2 separate regions of the Danio rerio genome follow, and region 1 is linked to region 2. The links are chromatin contacts, called in public HiChIP or PLAC-seq maps. All regions are on one chromosome and are shown on one strand. The core of a region is the stretch at or near the end of the contact, and the rest is flanking DNA. Distances in the headings are between cores, read along the strand shown.

Region 1 (4,896 bases), core at 1,601-4,100, 140 kb after region 2:
CGTCCATACCTGAAAAAAAGAGAACACAAAAAGCATTAACTATTTAGCCATCACTAAATGAACTTCATATTTGCAGTCAACGATGTTAAAAAAACAAACAAAAAAAACATCTTGTATACTGCCAATCTGCAAAGGTCAGAATAGATGGTGCAAAAGCCTGAGTGAAAACAAACCTTCATGCCAGTCATGTGCAATATGTAAATAAGGCTATTCAAATAAAACAGCCTGTCTCCTGCATCAACTCTCAAAGATCTCTCAAAGCACAGTATGAATGGAATAAACCATATGCCAGTAATGCCTCCTTTCATTTGGCTATTTAAAATAATTACAAAAAGAAAAAAATATATATCAGATTTTGATGATCCATGTCTGGTGCACCAAAATAACCAGAGCAGCCTTTTTCTTCAGTGATTTTTATCAAATGTATAGATTTCGTTTAAATGTAATGCTTTTTTCTATGTCATACTATCCTTTGTACCTCTTTGCTAGGTTTCATAAAATTACATCCCTTCTTATTTTTGTTCTGTAGAAACTTTGACATATAGTGCTTGTATAAACTACATATGCATTTATTAAACATTATATGCATTTATTAAACATTAATTTGCTGTCAATCATCACAAGAATAAACAAAACATATGTAAATGAACGTCAGGCGTTCATGAGGCTTAAAACAACACTTGGTTTGCAAACTATAAACAATAGGCATTCAAATTGTGCTCTAGGTGAGCAGCTGTCTGACACACCAGTTCTCACACTCACAACACAATCTCCGTCGCCATTTTACAAACCTATTCACACTGCTTATTCATTCTCCCGTCCCCCATCTTCAATAAGTACCTCTGCCGCACTGACCTGAGCTTTGACAGTCACCGTACACAAATCACTTCAGGGTACTTAAATATGTCGCATTTTATTTTAGAAATCTAGATTTATGCGTTTATCTCTGGTTTTCTCGGACAACAATTCCTCCTTTATTATTCCTTCCTAAAATGAACATAAGCGGGATTTAATTTAGTTCCCGTTCAAAGGGCGACCGTTATTACAACGATTCAAAGCTAACTTAAATGGACAGGCATTTGAACAAAAGGCTGCCGTTGAGACAACAAAGCGGTGGGTTCAAAATGAATTAATTATTTACTCAATCTTTTTTGCAGGTTCTTATATTAGCGTACCTCCTGTGTGCTCAACTCGCAAAGTAATACCTTAGGATATTGAGGCATGTTCATTAAACTTAAGTCCGAACATCTGCATTAATCAGGTACATATCTTTCAAAAATACCATTACAATAAGTTTGGTCACACCTGCATTTTTAAACGCTAACCTTACCTTGGGGTGTTTGAGCGTACGTGTAGGTAATGAATGTGGTCAATAATGGAAGTCAAGACAATCAAGGGAATTTCGTACACAATAAACGTTGTTTCAAAGCAGATTTATGAAAATGTATATCTTAATGCTTCAGAAAGCACGAATGATAATATAGTTTGAGTCATAATATAGTTTACATTTTGCGACGATGTAAACAATCGGACAATTTAGATTTGCTCAATATTATCGCTTTCAGTGGCTAATTAATGTGGGTAAAGTTTGGATATGTTAAAAATATATAGCCTATATATGCTGTGTGATAATGTACCTTTAGGATAATATAAACAATCACGTACGTTAGCCATTTAAATTAAGTAATACACAATACTGCGATGTCACTACTGGGATCCATCTCGCCACTGTTTCCGACTTGAACTTAGATAACAGATTTACACAATTTAGTTTCAAGAAACCGTGTCATTATGACTCGGTTATGCATTCCAACCATAAATCAGGTGACTTTTGAGTGAATTCAACGACACCTGAATCCAAAGGTCAGAAAAATAATAAAACTCTCCAGCATGCGAGTACAACGTGCAGACATTGTTGGCTTTCTATCCGTTTTAACACTAAGAAAATATAAAATCATTCTTAATGCCACGATTTGTGAGTATAAATTATTAATCTCACCGCTACAAAAAGTTCTGACAACTAAACGTCAGGTTGAAGTAAACTGCTGCCACATGTTTACAGAGTGACAATCATAATTTGCATTAAAGTTTTTATTTATAGACGTCCACTCTGGTAATGTTTAACTTCTTGAAGATGCAGCCGCTGACGGTCACCGCTCTCCTGACATTCATGACATCTGAGCTGAATGCTCAAAACAACACCCACTGTATAATGCCTTTTAGTAGACACCATATAGCCAAGTTAATTCAACTAGCGTGCAGCCATCGAGCAGTAGATTTTAAGTGCCTTTAAGTACTGCTGCTGACATCTAGGATGCAAATTAAAGCTGAAGCCAACAATTTTGAAGCAACACAAGTAACGTGCTTGTATGCGACCCTACGTGCTAATTAGCAACCTAGCGACGACTGCGACTCTAGAAAGCTAACTCACTAGCCAGCGTATGTTAAGTCAGCCAAAACAAGCCAACTCCATAGCAGCGTTCCTGCGAAAGTTGCTCCGCACATTTACGTTGTTCAACTCTACACCGGTGTGCCGCTATTGTTTTCGCCCATTCCCTCGAAGAAAGCACATTGCTGGATGTTGCCTTGCTCTCAGCAAATCGTCACTTACCGTTTGAAGTGCTCGATAATTTTTTCCTCTCGTACATTTTCTGGTAAATTTCCCACCCATAAATGTCTGGTTTCCCGGACCATACTGCGTGGTGGTGTCCCCCGGTCATACAGAAGATTTTACTGCGTTAAATCCGACTGAATATGTTAGGATGAGGCGAGTAGTTCCTCTGACTCGACACTACGATTGGACCCGCTTGCACTTGAAAGCTGTGTTGACTACGAGCGCCTGAACCTTGCTGTCGAGGAGCGCGCTCCGGTTCATGACGAGATCGCGCATATGCAATGAGCAGCACCCGGAATACCACATGGATCAAATCGGACAAGACGTGTTCCCTTCAATTTAAATGTTAAAGCTGCACATCCTTTGGATTATTTCACAGGTTAAGATTGAAAGGTAAAATCTCAGATTGCAGTTTAACATTTTACAGGCTATTGGCAAAAGGACTTTTGAAAGCAAGTTACTAATAGTTTCTGGGGTGTTACAATGAGGTTTACCACAAACTATTTTCAACAGTCAGTGGCTGGACGGTGTTCACAGTAGTAATAGCTTTAATACTGCTGCTTTGTATACGTTTGCACATCCATTTGTTTTCCCCAACACCCGTGTGGAGATCGTTTTTGACCTACTACTTGCGAGTTAAAACAATATACGTCACGAGAGACTCTGTTGTTAGATAAACTATTTATTTCACCTAGGCATGATTGAATTAGCTGAGCGATTCTCTCAATATAACAAGCCCCGCCTTTATGGGAGATAAATGCAGTAATCAACATTTGGAGTGGATCAAAATCGTTTTAAGAGAAGAATGGGTATTGTTCAGTTGTTTAGGAGATCTTTGATGAAAGGTTTTGATCCACTTGACTAGTATAATTAAATATATTTCTCATAACTACAAAGATAAGAACGATTACGTTTACATGTTTATCAAAAAGACAGGCATCCTGGTCAATGCAAGCTTAATTATTAATAATAGTACAGCCTACTGACAAAAAGATCAACAGATCATATTTTAAATAGGCTAATGATGATCATTCCACATATTGTGGTGATTAATAATCCATTAAAGCAAGAGACAGAATGACAATCCCATAACATTTCCGTATAAAAAACAGCATTTGACTGTTTTCCAGCTATGCACGAGGCGTGTGATTTGATTCACGCATGCGCCAGAATGCGGCAAAACAGGGACCGCAATGGATGAATCGCGCTTGCGCTTTACACGCCCACACAGAGTTCTGACAAAGAGCAATTACAACCCCTCTGACTGGCAGAAAATTCTGGAACTTGTACTGAGGTGGATGCTTCTCAAGCTGGATCTTGAGCAAGCCACAAAATCTTCAGATTCAGTCTTCACAGGATTTATACATGGACTTCCTGGATCTTCCTAAATCCTTAATATTTATGGAAAAGAAGTAATAAAATGTAATTCTTTTGGGATTGGATTTGAGATTGGTTGCACACTGGAAATACAAATGCGCACTTCAGGCCTAAACCGTAGGCTATTGTTGCATGTTATACAATAAATGAATCCCCTGGATACTCGGACACCACTTGTTTTCCCTTTAATCAACTCGAGACGGTGTGGCCAACGTCTACGGACATGAAGGCATTTACTGCTTTATTAAATTGTTAAAACAAGTTTAACATATGTATTTATCCATGGAATCGATGGGATTATAAACAAAATATCGGCAGAATGTGGAACGTGTATGAAAGAAATTGTCCATGTTTAGTATGAGCGCCTTTAATAACGCATGAAAACATCCTGGAGCAGAACAGTCACCGTGGAGAATTAAACACGTACCTCTTAAATACCAGAGAGATTTATGCGTCACAAACAAAACATGCACTTGATCTTCTTGAATGTTCAGTCGGTGTTTTTTTGGCGCCAGTTATCGAAAGAATGTTCTCTGAAATATGACGCCATTTTGAGCATAACCCAGTGTAGACAAAACCCAGCAAGCACAACAAAAGAAATAAGAGCATTGCGGCCATTTTGTTTCCAATGTAGCTATTTTTAGGTTCAAGTTCAGTTTAACTGCTTTGTGCTTGACTGCTTCCAAAAAAGCCCGACTGAATTAAATTGTTACATGCTCAAAATGTTAAAACCCAGTAATTATTTTGTTAGTGGAACTGTCTTTACAGTGAATAACAGTAACTATTATTTGAATCATGGAAGACTTCTCCAATTCTGTTTTCATCCAAAATAGGCAGAACTTTACTTTGTGGCAGTGTTTGATAATGTTAGACAAATATACATTATCTGAACAAACCAAATTATA
Region 2 (4,911 bases), core at 2,346-4,845:
GTTTACTGCGCACCCTCACTGCACAGCTAAGGGCTGTGGCCAGAGGCACTGTAACGTTACAGCAGAGAGAGCAGAAATGCCATCCCTATTATTTTCACAGAGCTTCTCTGTTTCTGTAATCAAAGTGAGATTTATGAAAAAAATAACATGATATCCTTCAAGTGAAACATAAGCACACATTGCTTTGCATCTTATTAACACAACCAAGCCATAAAATTACTTTCTGGACCACCCCTTTAAGTGACTTTGAATGTGGCATCATGGTTGTTCAGGGTTTCTGTAGGTTTAAATTAAACTTAAGTCTTTTTAAGACCATTACGAATGAAATTTTAGACTTATACTGGGCATAAGACTAAGGATTTTTTTCTAATGATCCAGTTACTTCTGTAAATAGTTTTTGTATTAATGCAAGATCATGTAAAGGGATGTGTTGCTTTAGTTTTCTTTCCCTGCTTAGAATTTAATAAGGAGAATTTGCTGAAAACATGTCTAACAGTTGTTGTGATTTGTATCTCTTTGCAATAAAAGCAACTACATATATATAAGGTTTTAAAATAGTTTTTTGGTGATTAAGTGTCGGCCTGATAGGGTAGCTTTAATTGGACATTGGAAAATTAAGACCTGGTAAGACCTACAACACACATTTTCAGTGAATTTAACACTTTTTAGGGCTTACAATTTTGTTTTTGAAATGTAAGACTTTTTAAGACCTTGTGGAAACCCTGTTGTTGGTGCCAGACAGACTGGTTTCAGAAACTGCTGATTTACTGGGATTTTCTTGCACAAGCATCTCTAGGGTTTATAGAGAATGGTCCAAAAAAGAGAAAATATCCAGTGAGCGGCAGTTCTGTGTGCACTGAAGTCTTGTTGATGCCAGATGTCAGAAGAGAATGGCCAGACAGGTTCGAGCTGATAGAAAAGGCAACAGTAACTCAAATAACCATTCGTTACAACCGAGGTATGCAGAAGAGCATCTCTGAATGCATAACACGTCCAACTTTGAGGCGGATGAGCTACAGCAGCAGAAGACCACACCGGGTGCCACTCCTGTCAGCTAAGAACAGAAAACTGAGGCTACAATTCACAATTGCTTACCAAAATTGGACAATAGAAGATTGAAAAAACATTGCCTGGTCTTATGAGTCTCGATTTCTGCTGTGACATTCAGATGGTAGGGTCAGAATTGAACAAAATTAAAGCATGGATTCATCCTGCAATGTATCAACAGTTCAGGCTGGTGGTGGTGGTGGTGTAACGGTGTGGGGGATATTTTCTTGGCACACTTTGGACCCATTAGTACCAATTGGGCATCGTGTCAATGCCACAGTCTACCTGAGTATTGTTGCTGACCCAGTCAATCCATTTTTGACCACAGTGTACCCATCTTCTGATGGCTACTTCCAGCAGTATAACATGCCAGATCATAAATCGCTAATCATCTCAGACTGGTTTCTTGAACATGACAACGAGTTCACTGTACTCAAATGGCCTCCACAGCCACCAGAACTCAATCCAATAGATCACCTTCGGGATGTGGTGGAACAGGAGATGGAGGTGCAGCCTCTGCAGCAACTATGTGAGGCTATCATGTCAATATGCACCAAAACCTCTGAGGACTATTTCTAGTATCTTGAATCTATGTCATGGAGGATTAAAGCAGTTCTGAAGACCAAAAGTGGGTCCAACCCAGTACTAGTAAAGAGTACATACAATTTATAATATCGTTGTGCATAATCACAATAGAAACATAATAGTTTGGTAATCGGTAATTATGGTTACTGTTTTGTAAGCGGGCGACACAATGGCTCAGGTTAGAACTGTCACCTCACAGCAAGAAGGTCGCAGGTTCAAGTTGGTTCGAGTCCCAGCTGGGAAAGTTGGTATTTCTGTGTGGAGTTAGCATGTTCTCCTCGTCTTCATGTGGGTTTCTTTCAGGTACTCCGGTTTCCCCCACAGTCCAAAGACATGCGCTATAGGTGAATTTAATAAACTAAAATAGCCGTAGTGCATGTGTGTGAATGTAAGAGTGTATGGTGTTTCCCAGTTCATGGTTGCAGCTGGAAGGGTATCCACTGTATAAAACATGTGCTGGACAATTTGGTAGTTCATTCCGCTGTGGTGACCCCTGATGAATAAAGGGGCTAAGCCGAAAGAAAATGAATGAATGAAGCTAAAGCCAACTTTAGCCTCCTTAAAGTTCATATGCAAAAAGTAGACAAAAGCATATAAGCAATGCATGCCAGATTACATTAAATGCAACAAGGATCAGTGTGGTTTTGTGCTGACTACATTGTTTTTGTGCGGTAAATAATTGGTTGAAAACTGCAGAGAAAAAGAAACCATCAACATTAAAGAGACATTTAAAAACCAAGAACTGTCATTTTTCCAGTTCAGCTTATGTAATGCTAATCATTGGGTTGGGTCTCTGCAGTCCAATTTAAATACACTGAATCGTTTGATTTGAGAACATTTTGTTCACTTTTGTGTGTGAAAACTTAAAAACTACAGTTGGGTTGTTAATTTGAAGCCCAGTGTGAAATCTACGCCCTGAAACAACTTCAGGAACCACTTGGTTGAACATAGCAAAACAAAACACCAGTGATGATGAGAAAAAGCAAACCGGTAAGTGTGGCAGCAATCCCTGAAGACGTGGAAAAACAGGTCAGAAAGACAAACAGAATGATTTTAAGAGGAGAGAGTGAGTAGAGAGGGAGAAGCACACAGAGAAAACTGAGGGAGGAAGACCAATATAGCCCCAAATTGGAGGATGTGTTTTTTGGTCAGAAACCCATCTCTAAAATTAGCCAAGGATGTAAATTCCACAACGGTTCTGGCTTTGTGTGTTCAGATGTAAAAGAGGGCGATGGAAAAGACAAGAAATAAATATAAAAGGAAAAACTCATACTTGAACTGTATAATGATGATTTTTACAATGGGAGCTCTTTAAAGAGCGGGGACATTTTCAAAGCCACTGTAAAGAAGGAGGAAACCTAAAAATGAAAGCCACAGGCCTCACACAGGACATTTTACCACTAAGGTTAAACCATGTGTACAGCGCATAAAGCACCACAGCCCAGCCTTCAACACAGTCCTCACCTATACTGTTGTAGCCTGTAATTTAAGCTGAACACACATATTGGGGAAAATATGACTACTAATCCACATTAAGAGTTAATTCTGTTCATGGGAATGGTCCTGCTAGCATGTTTATGTAAATCTATACCTCAATCATGTGCTAAGCAGTTGTTAAATATATAACCTACCCATCTTGCTTTCAGAGCAACCTGACACTGATTTTCCCTTTCTTTTCATCGGTATTCTCTTTTGTATTTTCTTTACTGTCAACATGAAATGTCATTCACAACCCTTTATTTTCACAACGTGACGTATTTCCAGCTGAAATTAGATATTTGATGGGTAAAGAAAAAGAAATGTAGGGAGTGACTTGTTTTTGTTCGTCGGCATTGACTGTTGCTTTTGAATTTTAAACATCACAGTATTGTAAAAAAAAATGATAACCTACCTGAGTTATGAATTCAACCTCGCAAAACTTCGCACGTGAGCAAGATGAAAAAAAGCGTGATGTGAAAGAGTTTAACAGTAACGTTGAATGTCGTTGTTTTGAGCTGTTCATTCACTAACATGACTCCAATGAGTCGACTCTTTTTCACCGAATCCCAAAATGCAGCAAGAGTCAGAGCTAGTTCCGGTTCTTTTAATGATTTTATTTATTTATTTATTTATTTATTTATTTATTTATTTATTTATTTATTTATTTATTTATTTTAATTTAATCTAATCTAATCTAATCTAATCTAATCTAATCTAATTTAATTTAATTTAATTTAATTTAATTTAATTTAATTTAATTTTATTTTATTTAATTTTATTTTATTTAATTTAATTTAATTTAATTTAATTTAATTTAATTTTATTTTATTTTATTTAAGTAAAGAGGTAGATCAAATTAGGCCTACATATAGAGACTAATAATACAGATAAATAAAAAAAGTGCACAGAATTTTACCTCTGCTGAAAAATCCAGCTTAAACCAGCAAAGGCTGGTTGCTGGTTTTAGCTGGTTGACCAGCCTGGTTTTAGAGGGGTTTCATCCATTTCCAGGCTGGCTTCCAGCCATTTCCAGCCTGGTCTTAGCTGGTTAGGCTGGAAAAAGACTAGCTAAAACCAGCTTGACCAGCCTGGTTTAAGCTTGACATAGCTGGTTAGGCTGGTCAAGCTGGTGCTAACCAGCTAAGATCAGGCTGGAAATAGCTGGAAACCAGCCTGGAAATGGTCAAAACCCCTTTAAAACCAGGCCGGTCAGCTAGCTAAAACCAGCCAAACAGCCTATGCTGGATTAATCTGTTTTTTCAGCAGGACTGCAAAGACAAACTAACGCCAGGGTAACAAAAATAAAAATAATGAGAAGTTACACCTTAAAGAGACACAAAAAAAGAACAAGGATACAGTTTTGTTGCTTTTGGATAAGAAAAAATGCTGGATAGCTTCCAAATATTGGTCTAGGTAAATTGTAAATAGATCAAAAAAGGTTTAGAGCCACTAAACGTTGTTTGTGAATATGAAACTTGCCTATTAGAAGAATACATAAATTAATTACATACACTTTTTCCAAGTTTTTTTCAGACTCGTCAAACAACCCAAAGAACATATCTTTAAATGAAAAAGGAAAAGTCACTCATAATATAAGATTGCATACTAACAAATCTGACCAGAATCTCTCTCTGTAGGAGCACTGCCGAAACAATAGAGTCTTCCTCCGAAGAGTGACAAGAGGAGCAGTTCATATCAATGTCAGACTTATATTTCTAAAGACAGGTCTTAGTAGGATAACATTTGTGAATTAATTTAAATATTACTTCTTTTACTTTATTAGTAATCAGATATTTGTGA

What was found. HiChIP or PLAC-seq counts read pairs in DNA pulled down with a chosen protein or histone mark.
Region 1: an H3K4me3 HiChIP or PLAC-seq map of embryo shows a contact between it and region 2, with 2.5 times the contacts expected there. The contact joins the promoter of spen here to the promoter of fam131c in region 2. A contact is called at or near these places in 1 of 18 Hi-C or Micro-C datasets (fibroblasts) and 1 of 4 datasets of contacts at active chromatin or transcription factors (embryo).

The regions. Positions count from the first base shown.
Region 1 is chr23:27,422,240-27,427,135 of GRCz12tu, forward strand. spen (spen family transcriptional repressor) reads right to left here and starts at 2,851. Exons shown (of 15, transcript XM_073938998.1): 1 at 2,612-2,851; 2 at 1-9.
Region 2 is chr23:27,281,199-27,286,109 of GRCz12tu, forward strand. It overlaps fam131c (family with sequence similarity 131 member C), which reads right to left and starts at 3,596. Exons shown (of 8, transcript NM_001033590.1): 1 at 3,524-3,596.